Linked DNA regions of Sus scrofa: region 1 is linked to region 2. Evidence: chromatin contacts called from public Hi-C data. All regions are on one chromosome and are shown on one strand. The core of a region is the stretch at or near the end of the contact, and the rest is flanking DNA. Distances in the headings are between cores, read along the strand shown.

The links. A called contact is a pair of places that touch in the nucleus more often than the background predicts.
Region 1: a Hi-C map of liver shows a contact between it and region 2, with 1.7 times the contacts expected there. The contact joins the enhancer-like site here to the promoter of PEX16 in region 2. A contact is called at or near these places in 2 of 5 promoter capture datasets (fetal skeletal muscle and liver), 6 of 47 Hi-C or Micro-C datasets (embryonic fibroblasts, heart right ventricle, liver and 1 more) and 2 of 2 datasets of contacts at active chromatin or transcription factors (alveolar macrophages and skeletal muscle).

Annotation. Positions count from the first base shown.
Region 1 is chr2:16,596,994-16,603,609 of Sscrofa11.1, forward strand. It overlaps CRY2 (cryptochrome-2), which reads right to left. Exons shown (of 12, transcript XM_021083144.1): 6 at 4,142-4,282; 7 at 2,731-3,042; 8 at 2,352-2,503; 9 at 2,041-2,243; 10 at 1,636-1,728; 11 at 395-536. The coding sequence ends at 397. Among named protein-coding and RNA genes, the nearest start is that of MAPK8IP1, 16 kb to the left of the region's middle. Within about 2 kb of position 4,773, at least 2 of the 83 cell types and tissues checked have an H3K27ac peak or open chromatin away from gene starts, as enhancers often do. A contact at or near this core is called in liver, where this site is marked.
Region 2 is chr2:16,553,137-16,560,304 of Sscrofa11.1, forward strand. PEX16 (peroxisomal biogenesis factor 16) reads left to right here and starts at 1,909. Exons shown (of 12, transcript XM_003122832.4): 1 at 1,909-2,112; 2 at 2,320-2,355; 3 at 3,137-3,213; 4 at 3,571-3,704; 5 at 3,842-3,942; 6 at 4,718-4,798; 7 at 4,931-4,980; 8 at 4,983-5,085; 9 at 5,175-5,247; 10 at 5,391-5,510; 11 at 6,924-6,988. The coding sequence starts at 2,001.

The sequences.
Region 1 (6,616 bases), core at 3,523-6,022, 47 kb after region 2:
AAATGGCAGGATTTTTTTTTTCTTTTTTTCAAGGCCGCATATGTAGTATATGGAATCTAGGGGTCCAGTCAGAGCTGCAGCCACCGGCCTACGCCACAGCCACAGCCACGCAGTCCACAGCTCACTGCAATGCCAGATCCCCGGCCCACTGAGTGAGGCCAGGGATCGAACCCGTGTCCTCATGGATACTAGTTGGGTTCGTTGCCCCTGAGCCACAATGGCAACTCCAAAATGGCAGGATTTTTGAGCTGAAATCCTCATGTGGTCTTCACTAGGTTTTAATCTAGTTTGCTGGGTTTCAACCTTCAGCTGGCAGGGCAGTAGTTTCCCAAACCCACGCCCACCTCTCTCCCACATCCCTTCCTGAAGTTGCTTCTCGGCTGCTGTCACTCACTCTCAGACATCCCTGCCAGGCAGCTCTGTAGGGGGCAGCTCTGCCACCCTGGCCCGCTTGCTGAGTTCTTCTCCAGGTGGCTCCTCGGCCGCTTCCAGCTTGCGTTTGGGGGATGCTGGGCCACTGGGCAGTGGTCTTGGGCCTGTAGGGAAGCAGGTCAAAGAGTCACACAGACTTGTGCACTGAGCCAAGTTAACCCTCAACTGTGCAGCAACAGCTCTTCAGTGGGCAGGGGGCCTGTGCCTCAATGCCACCAACATGTTGCTTCTCTGATCTGCCTGTTGGCCTTCCTTTCAGCAGTGACTGACTGGAAATATCCAAGAGCAGGGCCAGGCCCACCAGAAGCAGAGCCAGCTTTTGGGTCCCAAGTCCCACGGGCTCCAGGCCAGGGACTGATTTGGTTTGCCTGCTGTTCTTGCTCTCAAGGTGAGGCGTTCCCTCTGCTACTGGCCTCCTAAAGCTGCACCGAGCAGCACCCTCACTGGTGAGCCAGCCTGGCCGTGCAAATTAGAAAATGCCCTAAAGTTCATGCCAGTCTGAATGTGCTGATCTTCATTCCAGAGCGGAAGGGGGGAGGTTAAGAATGCGGCAAGTTTGTCCTGCCACCGCCTGGCCGTGCAGCCAGCTCTTGCCTGGATAATGCAGTCGCCTCCTTTCCAGCCTTCCAGGACTTGGAGACTCCTGCCCACCCTGTGCCCTTCACACAGCAGGCAGAGTCACTTTTTAAAACATGAACCGTGCCTTCTCCCTGCACTGACAATGGACTCCTAACCCTCCCTGTGGACACTGCATCTACACGGCGCTACTCTACATCCTCATCTCACTGCAGCTCCTCACTCAGGACACGCAGCCCCACCGCCTCCCTCCTTCCACGCCTGGAATGGCTAAGCTCGCTGCCATCGCTGGGTGTTTTCTTGCTCTTCCCTTTGCCTGGAATGTTCTTCCTCCAGTTCTTAGGAGGCTGGCTCTGCTCACTACGTGGGTCCCTCGCATGCCATAAAGCAAACCCCTTCCCCAGCCCTCTTTGGTCAGGCCGCTGGATTTGATTTTGCCCCAAAGCGCGTGTTATCTGTCAGGCCCTTGCATGGGGCCTTTACCATCTGTCTCCCCAGGTGGAATACGAGCTCTGTGGAGGCCTGACTTGTCCTGGCCTCCGTCTTCAGCCCTCAGTGACCGAAGAGGAGGTGGCTCTGCAGTCCCCCCGGGACTGACGCAGGCCTCGGGAGGCCAGCTGCACTCACCTGCAGCGCTCACGCTCCCAGCCTGGCTTGAGCTGGGCTCTGCCACTGGGTTGCTGAGGTCTTCCACACAGGAAGGGACCGACGCCAGCAGACCTGGGAAAGAGGCAGGGGGGTAATCAGAATGCAATCTCCCGGGACTGTGGAGGGCGCACGGCAGGGGCTGCTGGGCCGGGACACTGAGGTTCCAGCTCCTCCCAGTGGTCACAACTGCTCCGAGAGACCAGGTCCAGCCTAGCCCACGTGTCCTGTGCTCTGGGAAGGCAAGTCAGCTTAATCGCCTGGAAGATAGCGCTCAGTCTCCCTTTGCAAGTATCTGAGAATCCCCGTCCATGCCCCTTGAGCCCGTAGGTGCCATCACTCCCTTTGGGGACCTAGCAGGTGGTGGTGGGAATAGTGGCTCCTTACAGAGTCCCCGGTAGCGGGAGAGCTGTTGGTAAATCTGCTTCATCCGCTCAATGTTGAGCCGGCTGGTCTCAGCGTGGTTGACGATGGGCCGTGGGTAGTCCACACCAATGATGCACTTGGCTGCCTTCTGCACTGACTCTGGAGCATTCCAGGGTTCATAGATGTATCGAGAGGGGAACCCTTTCAATTTGGGCAGGTATCGCCTGAAACACACACACCGGACAACCCATAAGCACACTGGGAGCCTCCTGTCTCATCCTAAGAAGAGGCCACAGTGGTCAGAAACCAGAGAGCCTGGTCTGCATTCTTACCGAATGTAGTCTCCACTGGGGTCTGTGCGGCGGCCAAAGCCCACTGGGCAGTAGCAGTGGAAGAACTGTTGGAAGAAAGCACTGCAGGACAGCCACATCCAGCTGCCCGCATTCACGCTGAAATCCGCATCCAGGAGCAGCTCATCAAACACCTAGATGTGGGGAAGGTGAGACAATCAGCCTTCTTGGGGACTTCGGCCATGGTTCTCCCCAAGTCACCACGCGCCCCGTGGAGATGGGCTGAGGGCAAGCCAAGGAGGATCTGGAGGGGATCTCCTGGAGCCAGGGGTCCCAGCCCATCCCTCAGCCCAAAAGGGGGCCGCCCTGGGCCAGGCCGGTGAGAGGGTACAGGCCAGCTGCCTGCTGAGAGAGCACTCACCCGGACCCCGCTCTCCCAGCTGACCCAGAGGTCCCCGCGCGTGAGGAAGCAGGCCACGGCGTGCCGGGCCAGGTGGTGGATCCAGCCCTCCTGCCTCAGCTGGGTCATGATGGCGTCAATCCAAGGGAAGCCTGTCTTGCCCTCGGCCCACTTGGCCAGCGCCTCGGGGTTGCGATCCCAGGGGATCTGGATGCAGATGGGGTTCCCCTCCATGCGGTCAAACCTGGGGTTGTTGGTGGCTGCCGTGTAGAAGAACTCTCGCCACAGGAGTTGCCCAAACAGGGAGAGCGGGGGGGTGCTGTTCCGCTTCACCTGGGGGTGGGGACAGCACGTGGATCAGCCTGGCCCAGCTCTCAGTGCCCGGCCACTCAGGGAGCTCCCACAAAGGAAGGTGGAGCTGCTATGAACTTGGCGGCTCCGAAGCCCTAGATGCATGGAGGGGCCAGGCCCCAGGAGAAGCAGCACAGTCTGCGCTCAGACAGAAGCCCCGGGCCCTGGCTGTGCTCTGAGCAAGGGGAAGGGCTGCCGAGAGTCAGGCAGTGGAAAGGGACAGTGCTGCAGGACTCTGCCCTGGGACCCAACCTCCCCAAACTGGTCACGATCCTCGTCCTTGAAGGGTCCCTGTTTGGTTCCACCTTCTAAAACGTCAAAGGGAATTTGCCATCAGCAGACATAAAAAATGTTCGGTCTAGATTTTGGTTAAATAAGTTATGCCCAACAGCCTGGAGTTGAGGCCATGAGGGACTTAAGACATCAGATCTTCAAGAGAATACTAATTTTCCTAAAATTACAAGATAATCCACCAAACTGGCAAAGGCAGCCCATGCCACGAAAGCTGGATATTGTGAAGGATTAGGAAACTACACAGAGGCAAGGACGATAGATGAATCCGAAGAGCTAGATGTGCTGCCCTCTCCCTGCCTCGGGGTGGGGGCGGCAGCAGAGGGCTCTCTGCCTGCTGTCCATAGCTCGCCCTGCACTCAGGCCTCCCGGTCATTTCCTCATCACCGATGGGCAACTGCTGCTCCTAGGCACCCCCTCAGTGCTCTGGACACAGCCCCTTAGAGGGCTGCCGTGCTCCTCCCCTTAGGACTGGCTCTAGCCTCCCCCTGCCTGCCATTCTGAGCACCCGGTCCCCGTCCACTGGTAGAACTGCCACCTCTGGGGTCACCTGAGGTCGGCTGTTCTGCCTGTTCTCCACGTGAGAACCTGGATTTTGTTTAGATTGGCAGTGGGTCATGCCTGGCTCTGCCACCTCTTGGATGTGGCCTCTTCCTCACCTTCTCTGGAGAGTAAGTACACACACTGAAGCCAGAGGGAAGGCCTCTCTGTGGGGTGACTGACCGGCCCGGAAGCCCCAGTCCGCTTGGCTGTAACCGGGGCGGGGTGTGCCGCCCTCCCCGCCCCTCACCTTTTTGTACAGGTCCCACAGGCGGTAGTAGAAGAGGCGGCAGGAGAGGCAGCCGAAGCGCAGGTAGGGGCTGAGGCCAGTGGGGCTGGCCAGCAGGGAGTTGGCATTCATCCGGGGCCTCTCATAGTTGGCAACCCAGGCCTGCAGCAGAAAGAGAAGGCAAGGAAAGGGTAGATCCTGATGTTTCAGAGGGAAAACCTGAGGCACAAGGTACTTAAGGAACTTGCCTAAGGCCGCAGACCAGAAAGCCAGCGAGCCAGGATGTGAGCCCCGTGCTCATCCCGCTCCTTCACAGGATTTTTCATGGAACCACCGCCACCAGCCAAACAACAAGGCCCAAATTCTTGTCCTGAATCTGCTATTTAATTTGAGGTACTTAGTCCCTCAGCTGCTTATCTAGTAAATGAGAACGGAATTTCCCCCTCCTAGGGATTAAGTATTCTCATGGATGTTACGTCAGGTTCTTAACCAGCTGGGCCACAGCGGGAACTCCAACAGGCTCCTCTCCTTAAATCACCCTTCTGTTGGCATTCCCCATCTCAGAAAATGCACTGTCATCCACCTCGTTGTCTAAGCCAAAAGCCTGGCCATCACCTTTGACTCCCCCCTCACCAGGTCCTGTCAATCCTACTGTCCAAGTGTTTCATCAGTCTGCCTTTTCTTTCCACTCCCTATTGCCACCAACCTGGTTCTGGCGAGGACTGTGTCTATACTGGACAACTGGCAGCCTCCCTGCATTAATTTTCGTCCCCTCTAGCCCATTCTCCACACTGGGAGCAGAGGGATGCTTTAAAATGCTTGTCCCGGAGGACGATGCATGCACTGAGCTTCCTGTTGTTCTTAGGCTCAAGTCCAAATCCTAAATACGGCTTGCAAGCAGCCCGGACTGTGTGGCCCGTTGGCCTGGCTTCCTCCCCTGTTGCTCTTCTTTAGGCACCATGCTCTCACGAGCCTTTGCACATTCGGCTGCCCCAATACAATGCTGTCTTCCTTTCCTCAGTTAATTCTGATTCTTCCTTCAACTCTCAACATAAAGACTGCCTCCTGGCAGGTGACCCCTAGGGTACTGGTGAAGTGCCTGCAACAGACATGAGGCCTATTTCCTTGCTCACATCCTTGCCCACCTCTCTTTGAAATTTTTTTATTTTTTTAAGTTACTCAATGAAAGAAAATCTTTCTATTTTTAAAAGAAGCACAGATACACAAATCACACAGCTCTGTGGCTTAATGAACGATTCTTTTTTTTTTTTTTTTGGTCTCTTCTAGGGCTGCACCCGTGGCATACGGAGGTTCCCAGGCTAGGAGTCCAATCAAAGCTATAGCTGCTGGCCCACGCCAGAGCCACAGCAACTCAGGATCCCAGCTGCGTCTGCGACCTACACTACAATTCACGGCAACGCCGGATCCTTAACTCACCGAGTGTGGTTAGGAATTGAACTCACCACCTCATGGTTCCTAGTTGGATTCGTTAACCACTGAGCCATGACAGGAACTCCCTTAATGAATTATTCTAAGGCAAACACCTGTGCAACCACTACCAACGTTCAAGAATCAGTGCTCTGCCGGCCACCCCAGAAGCCCATCCACGTGCTCGTCCCAGTCAGGGTCCTGTCCCTGCCCCTTAAGTGACCACTTTCCCAACTTTTATAATAACCACTTGCCTGCATTTAAAAATATTTATGTTTTTCCGTTTTTGCAAAGCACATTTGGAAGCAAGCGCTTTATCTTTTGAGTGATTCCTTGCATTTTTAAGTGTATTTTTCTTTTTTTCATCTAAATGTGCAACCCTACGCATTACAGTTTAGTCTTGGCCATTTGAAAGGCCTTGATGTGTTAGTTGTTTTTTTTTTTTCCTTTTTACAGCCACACCTGTGCATATGGAAGTTCCCGGGTCGGGGTCCAATCAGAGCTGCATCTGACGTTTACACCACAGCCACAACACCACCGGATCCTGAACGTGCTGAGCAAGGCCAGGGTTTGAACCTGCATCCTCACAGACACTAGTGTCAGGTTCTTATCCTGCTGAGCCACAATGGGAACTTCGAGTTTCTTTTACTCTATGCACTTCCTGTCATTTCTTTCTTTGCCTTTTCGATCTTCTGTGGAAAAACCCAAGCCATGTAACTCGTACTAATCTCTACAGTCCGCCTTTCCTTGACCGTGTCCTGATGGTGCAGTTCGGCGCATCCCTCTGTCCTGCATGTTGGTGGCTGGTGCCAGGGACTGGCTTGGACAGTCTGGCAAGACTATAATGGGAAGAGGCCTGACTGTGGCTCTCCACGGTGTCAGTGGTCATTAATGCACCATGGATCATCTCTGGAGGCTGCAAGACTCCATCATTCCTTTTTCATGTCCTTTAATAACTGGGCCACTGTTATAGAGGGACGCCTGCCCCTTCTACTGCTGGGCAACCCAGTGGTAAAGACCATGGCGTTTGCCTCCCCGCTTTTGGCAACAGCATCTTCTTTTCTTTTT
Region 2 (7,168 bases), core at 659-3,158:
TGGCCTGAGCCCCTTCTCCAGGTCACAGTGAGGTCCAGGGAGGCCCATCCAATATTCTGTTTGGGGGGGCCTCTCTTCTGTCCTCCAGGCCTCTCTCCTCTCCAGAAGCACAGGAGCACCAGCCCTGGGAGTGCCAAGAAACCTCACAGTCCCCTTTCCTCTCTCTCTCCACTGCCACGGAGGGAGGAGGACCACTGATGAAAACAAAACCATTAAGGTGATGGGATGTAGGGAGAAAAGGAGGAAGAGCCCTGCACCCAATGCCCTGAGCCCTAGTCTTAATCCCAGCTGCTAACTTGACTCCTGACCAAGTAGCCTCAACAATCACTGCTCTTGCTGGGCAGTGGGCAGTAGGAGAGAGGGCCCTGTCATAGGAGAACCTCACTGTGGTCTGTTTGGCTCACGCCATGCAGACAAGTGACCCGAGGCAAGTCCTTTCCTCTCCTTGGGCCTCTTATTTCCAAGCTATGAAAAGTTCATACCAACCTGGTCAAGCTGCTAGGAGGAGTCAAGTGTGGGTGAGCCTGGCACTCAGGAGGTGGTGGTAAAGGATGTAGAGGATGCCCATGGTCAAGGCCTCTGTTCCTCAGGATCTTTCCCTCTCTGGAGGCCCTGGGACACATCTCCGTGGGGCTTCATTATGTGGCATGAGTAGGGAGGGCAGCTACAATTCCCCACCTGATACAGAAGCTGGGGAGGAGGCTTGGGGGAAAGAGTGCAAGGAGGGGCTGTGGTTTCTTGGTGAGGTGTGTTACGATGTCTAGATTCTGTGGTCAGACTAAGACCAGAATTCCAGTCTTGACTGGGCGTTCTTAAGCGGATCCTTTCTTAAAGAGATAGTGTCTGGTGGAGGGAATTAGGTAAGATGCAGTACTATTCTCAAGTGTACTATAAGTCTGCTGTCCCTGTCCCAAAGGCAGAACCCGCGGCCCCATCCATGCCCCGCCCCTTTGCCCACAGCCTATCGGCGGCTGCCTCTGCCGAACATTGGTTCCACCTGCCTCTGGCTGCTGCTGTTTCGCTGCCTCCCCTTTCAGGGAGGCTTCCTTATTTGGGAAGAGATTCCCAGGAGAAGCCCCCATCCCTTGGGGAGAGGCTAAGGGACTGAAAGGTGCACCCGAGGGCCGAAAAGGGCTTTGAGGTTGATTCTGAGTTCAAGGACCAAGTCTGCCCCTCTAACCATTTTACAGATGGGGAAAACCGAGGCCCAGAGAAGGGATAATCCTGATTAAGGTCACTCCCCATCCGAGAGCAGAAGCCCGGGCTAGGGTTTTCTCTCTGGAGATGCGGAGTGCAAGTGCGCGCTCTTTGGGAGGTGGGGGGCGTGCAGAATCCGTGCGGGAGTTGGGGCCGAAGCCGGGCCACCAACGGTGCCGGCCGGGAGATCGTGACTGCGTGGGAGGCTGGACCCCTCGCTGCCTCACTTTCCTCACCACTACCTCAGGTAGGGGTCAGGAGACGAGGCAATTGGCCAAACACGCGCCTGCACACAGTCTGACTGTTCTTAAACTGTCCACGCGCACCCCCAAGTTTGACGGAGGTTCCTTTTTGGGCGCGATACCGGCCAGCCCTTTAAAAGCCTGTCTCCGGTTCGAGCCGCTCGGCGTTCTATTGGAAAGACTCTAGGCTCTTAAGTCCCGCCTCGGGAACGAACTGCTCAGACTACCACAGATTTCCTGGGGCTGTAACTGCGCAGGCGCAAGGGCAGCCAACCCGAAAGGCGGAAGAGCCCGATGGGGGTGGGGAGTGTGTTAACCAATGACCTGAAGAAATGGAAAGGGCGGGATTAGGCCCGCAGTTGCTTTACTCTAGTGGAGGGTAATTTAAGCAAAGGGGTGAAGAGTGGTTCAATGGCCCTTTACGTCACCATCCTTCCGGCCCGCGGAAGTTAAGCAACAGAGAGGCGGGCCTAGGGCCGGAAGCAGGAAGGAGGGCGCAGGAAGCAGGGTGCAGTGGCCAGTCGCGCTGTCGGCCGTGAGTCTGTCGGTCCCGAGGGCAGGATGGAGAAGCTGCGGCTCCTGGGCCTCCGCTACCAGGAGTACGTGACTCGTCACCCGGCCGCCACGGCCCAGCTGGAGACAGCAGTGCGGGGCCTCAGTTACCTGCTGGCAGGTGCCACCCTGACCTTTGACCCATCCCTTCGGGGCTCTGGCCTCTGACCCCACTGGCCCCCTTCTCTGCGGAGTCAGAGTAGTGCTCGCCGCGCTTGAGAAGTTCCTTCCAGGTTCCCGTAGGACTTAGGGAGGGGATGTCCGGGGACCCGAAGCCACAGGGTGAGGCGGACGCTCACCGAAAATCCCTTCTGTGCCTTCTCCCCAGGTCGTTTCGCCGATTCGCACGAGCTGTCGGAGCTGGGTGAGTCGGACTGTGGGGTGAGTCGGAGGCGGGAGGGGTGACCACCCTGGCTCGCAGTTCTAGACTTCCCGTTAAATCATCCTCTGCTGTGACTGAATCAGACGAGGGTCCAGAGTCCACTGTCCTGGGCCGTCCATGACCCCAGTAGTTGAGAGACATGTGTGGGGACCTTGGCTGGTCAGGAGGCTAAGCCAAGCGGCTTTCCTGCCTTTGCCCAATTAATCCTCCCTACAGGCACACATGAGGTGGGTACTGTTACGGTCCTCAATGTCCAGTTAAGGGAACAGGGGTTTAAATGAGGTTAGGGAACAGCCACTGAAGGTCGCAGAACCAGGATTCAAATCCACATCTCCTAGATTCCAGAATCTACAGACTGTAACTGCCTCAGTAGTGTTTACCCTGTGAGTATGGGAGGTGCAGGTCCTGAAAGGATGAGCTGGCTTTTGAAAGGTAGAGATGGAATCGACTTTCAGGGACAGGCGTGGAGAGAGCAAAGGCCTGTTTGGCAGTCTGGGCAGCCAGATGACTGGTGTCCTCCAGCAGGGCAGTAGCTGGTCTGTCACAGGGATCAAACCATCCTCTCTTGGTCCAGCTGCCCACAGGAGAGATCCTGTGGGGGAGTGTGGAGCTCTGAGGGAGTGGGTGGGGAGGCACTTTGGTTTCCACATAGTGTGTGAGTAGCTGAGCACAGCGGGTGACGAGTGATCCCTGTAGCTTTGGGGTGAAGGGGAAGGGTGGAGCCTGCAGATCCAGCCTCTCAAGGCCACACTCTACCCCTCAGTGTACTCTGCCTCTAACCTGCTGGTGCTGCTCAATGACGGGATCCTACGAAAGGAACTTCGAAAAAAGTTGCCTGTGGTGAGAATTGGGCCAGAACTGAGGGCGGGAAGCATGGAGGCTCGGGAGCTAAATGGGAACTACCAGCCCATGTGTACAACATGTGTTATGGTCTCACCGAGCAGGAGACATGCTTGCATCCCTCTGAACTTCAAGCCATCTCATTAGGCGAAATGTCCGGGTGTTACTGTCTCTTTACCCTTTTTGGATAAAGAGACCAGGCTTCAGAGGGATAGAGTAGCCTGTCCCATGTGAACTCGGGCTTACACGCTTAATCTTGGAAAGAGGAAAGTCCACATTTTCTGGCAGAGGTGTCCCGTAGGGGGAGGGCATGGGACTGGGGGAGCCCCCTGACCTTCTGATCTGGGGTTCTTGCAGTCACTGTCCCAGCAGAAGCTGCTGACATGGCTGAGTGTGCTGGAGTGCGTGGAGGTCTTCATGGAGATGGGGGCCGCCAAAGTGTGGGGTGAAGTGGGACGTTGGCTCGTCATTGCCCTCATCCAGCTGGCCAAGTATGTCGGGACTCTGGAGGGCAGGCCCTGGGTGGAGGTAACTGAGGCCAGCTGTGCAGATAGGGTTCAGCAGAGCACCTCTGACCCCCTGTCGGCTGGCCACTGCCCCCACCAGCCCTGTCAAATTCTCAACCCAGGGCTGTACTGCGGATGTTCCTGCTGATCTGGTTCAAAGCTGGCCTCCAGACATCACCCCCCATCGTTCCACTGGACAGGGAGACCCAGGCACAGCCCCAGGGTAAGCTGCTTCCCAACTCCGGAGTGGAACGGGGCACGGGACTCATCTGAATTTAGAGCCAAGCAGTGTGAATATGCGGTGTCATTGGTAGAACACATCTATCTCCGTCAACCCATTTTGTTCTCATCACCCTATAAGAAAAAGAAAGATGAGGTCAGAGGCAGATCAGAACTTGAACTCAGGACTTCTGGCTTCGGAGTCCTCCTCTTTTGTGGGCTGCCATTGAGAGGGGAAAGAGCATCAGCAGGAGGCAGGGGTTGTGCCAACCTCATCTCTGGGCCTGGTTTTGCCTCAGGGCCTGCAGCCTCATGAAACAGGGTACCCAGCAGATCTGACCCCAAAGGGCTTTGAACCCGTTAGCTCTTGGCCCCAGGCCTTACCCTCCTGACTTGGAGTGGGGACAGTTCTTTGCTAGTCTTTTCTTCATGGTCATGTTGAAAGCAAAGGACTGGGGAGATGATGGCCCCTCTGGTGCTGTGGTCCCCATAGACCAAGGGCCCTCCCTGCCTTGTTCCAGTCCCTGAAGCCTGGGCTCTTGGCTGCTTATCTGCTGCAGGAGATACTGGCGTTTCCCCAGGGAGGGCTGCAGAATGCCCCCCACTGTGGACAGGTCCCAGGCCTGGCCCCTGCTGCCGCGCCCCGAACTCAGCTTCCGCCTTAGTACAGCTCATCTGTTCTCCCCTTAGCCCACGAGCATCACTGCACGCATGTTCTTTGCAGGCTCTGCTGGAAACATGTCCCTCTGACAGTGTGGCCTTTTGTCTATCCCCGCTAGATGGTGACCACAGCTGTGGCAGCGGAGAGCAGTCATATGTGGGGAAGCGGTCAAACCGAGTGGTGCGAACCCTCCAGAACAGTAAGTGTAAGGTGTAGGCACCTCGGTGCTGAGGTCAGTGTGGGCCTGGGGGCCTGGCTTTCATCGCTACTGGCCCTCCCTGCCCCGCCCTGGCCTGGGCCCGGCTGCTCATCTGTTGCCCCTGTGTTCTAGCTCCGTCCCTGCACTCAAGGCACTGGGGAGCCCCCCAGCAGCGGGAGGACGGCAGCAGCAGCAGCAGCGTGAGGAGCTGAGCATCCCCCCAACCCCGCTGGGGCTGCAGGAGACCATCGCCGAGTCCCTGTATATTGCCCGGCCCCTGCTGCACTGTATCCTTCACATGGCATGGGGGCCGGGTAGATGGGAGCGGGCAGCGCGGGCCACACGCTGGAGACATCCTTGACGCCTTGGCCGTCAGTGCTCAGCCTGGGCTTGTGGGGTCAGCGGTCGTGGACACCCTGGCTCCTGTCTGGTGTCGTGGATGTGACCAGGTGAGTCTGGGCCTGCCTTGGGGGCTCTATTCCCTCCTCGGGCTTTGTGCTGCAGGCCTGGCCTCACCTGGACAGGCCGGGGCCCTTGGTGCTCCTATTGCTGGCCCTAATCTTGTCCCCTCCGTGTTCTCCCATCCTCCCAGCCTGAGCCTCCTGAGTGACAGGAAGGGCCTGACCCGGAGGGAGCGGCTGGAACTGCGACGCCGGACCATCCTGCTGCTCTACTACCTGCTGCGCTCCCCGTTCTATGACCGCTTCTCGGAGTAAGGACCTGCCCCCTTCCGCGAGCCAGAGCGTGGGGAAGCGGGGTCGGCACCCTACCGCTGTTCACACCTCCCCTTCCTCCCTCCTTCCCCGATCTCGATCTCGGTCTACTGAGCACATGCTATGTGCTGTCCTGGGTGCAGTCACTCCCTGATTTTCTCTGGGCCAGCCCAGCCCTGCCCTCAGAGCCCTCGGGACCATCTTAAGCCGTATTGGCAGGATATACACTGAGGGCGGGGCCACCGTGATCCTGGGTGGGGGCTCTCTACCCCTCAGATCTGTCCTGTCAAATAGCTGGGATTATCCCCACTTCTCAGAGCAGACACTTGAGGGTCAAAGAGGTTGGGCCATGGGAAGAAAGCTGGCCAGCGGTAGAACCAGATCCTACCTCCGTCTTCTCTCCTGGTCTGTCCTCCGTAGCCCAGCCCTCCATCACCTGTGAGGGTCCAGAGCTCCCAGTGAGGCCTGCCCCGGGCCAGTGAGGGGTGGCTCGGGGCAAGTCTCGCCCATCAGGGTGGCTGCCTGAGGTCAGACCGAGATTGGAGCGACTGGGGCTGAGACAGATGGCAGCTCCCAGGACCCCCTCTGTCTAGGTCTTAACAAGTATGCTGCTTAAAGGCTGGAGTATTAATTGGAATTGTATTTAATATTATGTCCGTTCAACCTCTGTTTATTTTCTGAGACAGTGGAAAGTAAGCTTAGGTCATATTTAATAACCCCCTCAGTGAAAATAACTGCCTGGTAGTTCCTAATTTCAGATAAGTTTGAAAGCTCATAAGGTACTAAAGGCAAATCCTATTTCCTGCTCGACAGGAACATTCCTGAGACTTACGTGGATTGTATGACACCCCCCCACCCCCCAACACACAAATTGCTTGCACTTTACGGAGGAAACATTATAGCCCCAGCATCTCACTGAGCTGAGGGGTTTGGAGACCGTCATCACAGAGGGGGCGGCCCTCCAGGCTGCAGACCTCCGGTTTGGCTCACTTTCCAGCTGACCTCACCAGACCAGCCCCCTCAGAGCAGTGGCCCAGACGGAGAAGGGTCCAGAAACCTGTCAGAGAAATCTCCTTCTCCAGAGGACAGGGAGCAGGGTGCTGAGGGCCTCTGGGGTCTCGCTGGGGAGGTCCTCTTCCTCCCGTCTTTTTCTTTATTGTCATAGAGACAATATAGCCCCTGAAGCCAGGCTGCCTTCCAGGGGTGGGCTGAGGTGGGAGCCTTCCAGGCGTGTGGCTGGGGGGACAGCAGGTTCAGAGGCCTTGTTCTGTCCTGGAGGACATCGTTGGTCCACAGAGCGGCTTTCTGTCTTCTGGGATGCACTGCCTTCAGTCAGGTGGCTAGTGGAGGCTTTTTAGCGCTGGCCTTTGCAGGGACCCAGAGCCCCTATTCAGCCTGCTCCTTTCTTGTAGGGCCAAGATCCTCTTTCTGCTTCAGCTCCTGGCAGACCACGTCCCAGGCATTGGCCTGGTCACAAGTAAGCATTTGCGAGAGTGTGATGGTGCCTGAGTGTCGCAGATCTCACGTGTGACCTGTCTCCCTGTGTTCTCTTTGTCTCTTTGTAATTTGATTCTTAGCACAGTTGGGAGCGGGAGCCTGGAGGTCAGGTTGGGTGGGTGACAGCTCCTGGAGTGGCATGAGACTGGCTGGGTCTCAT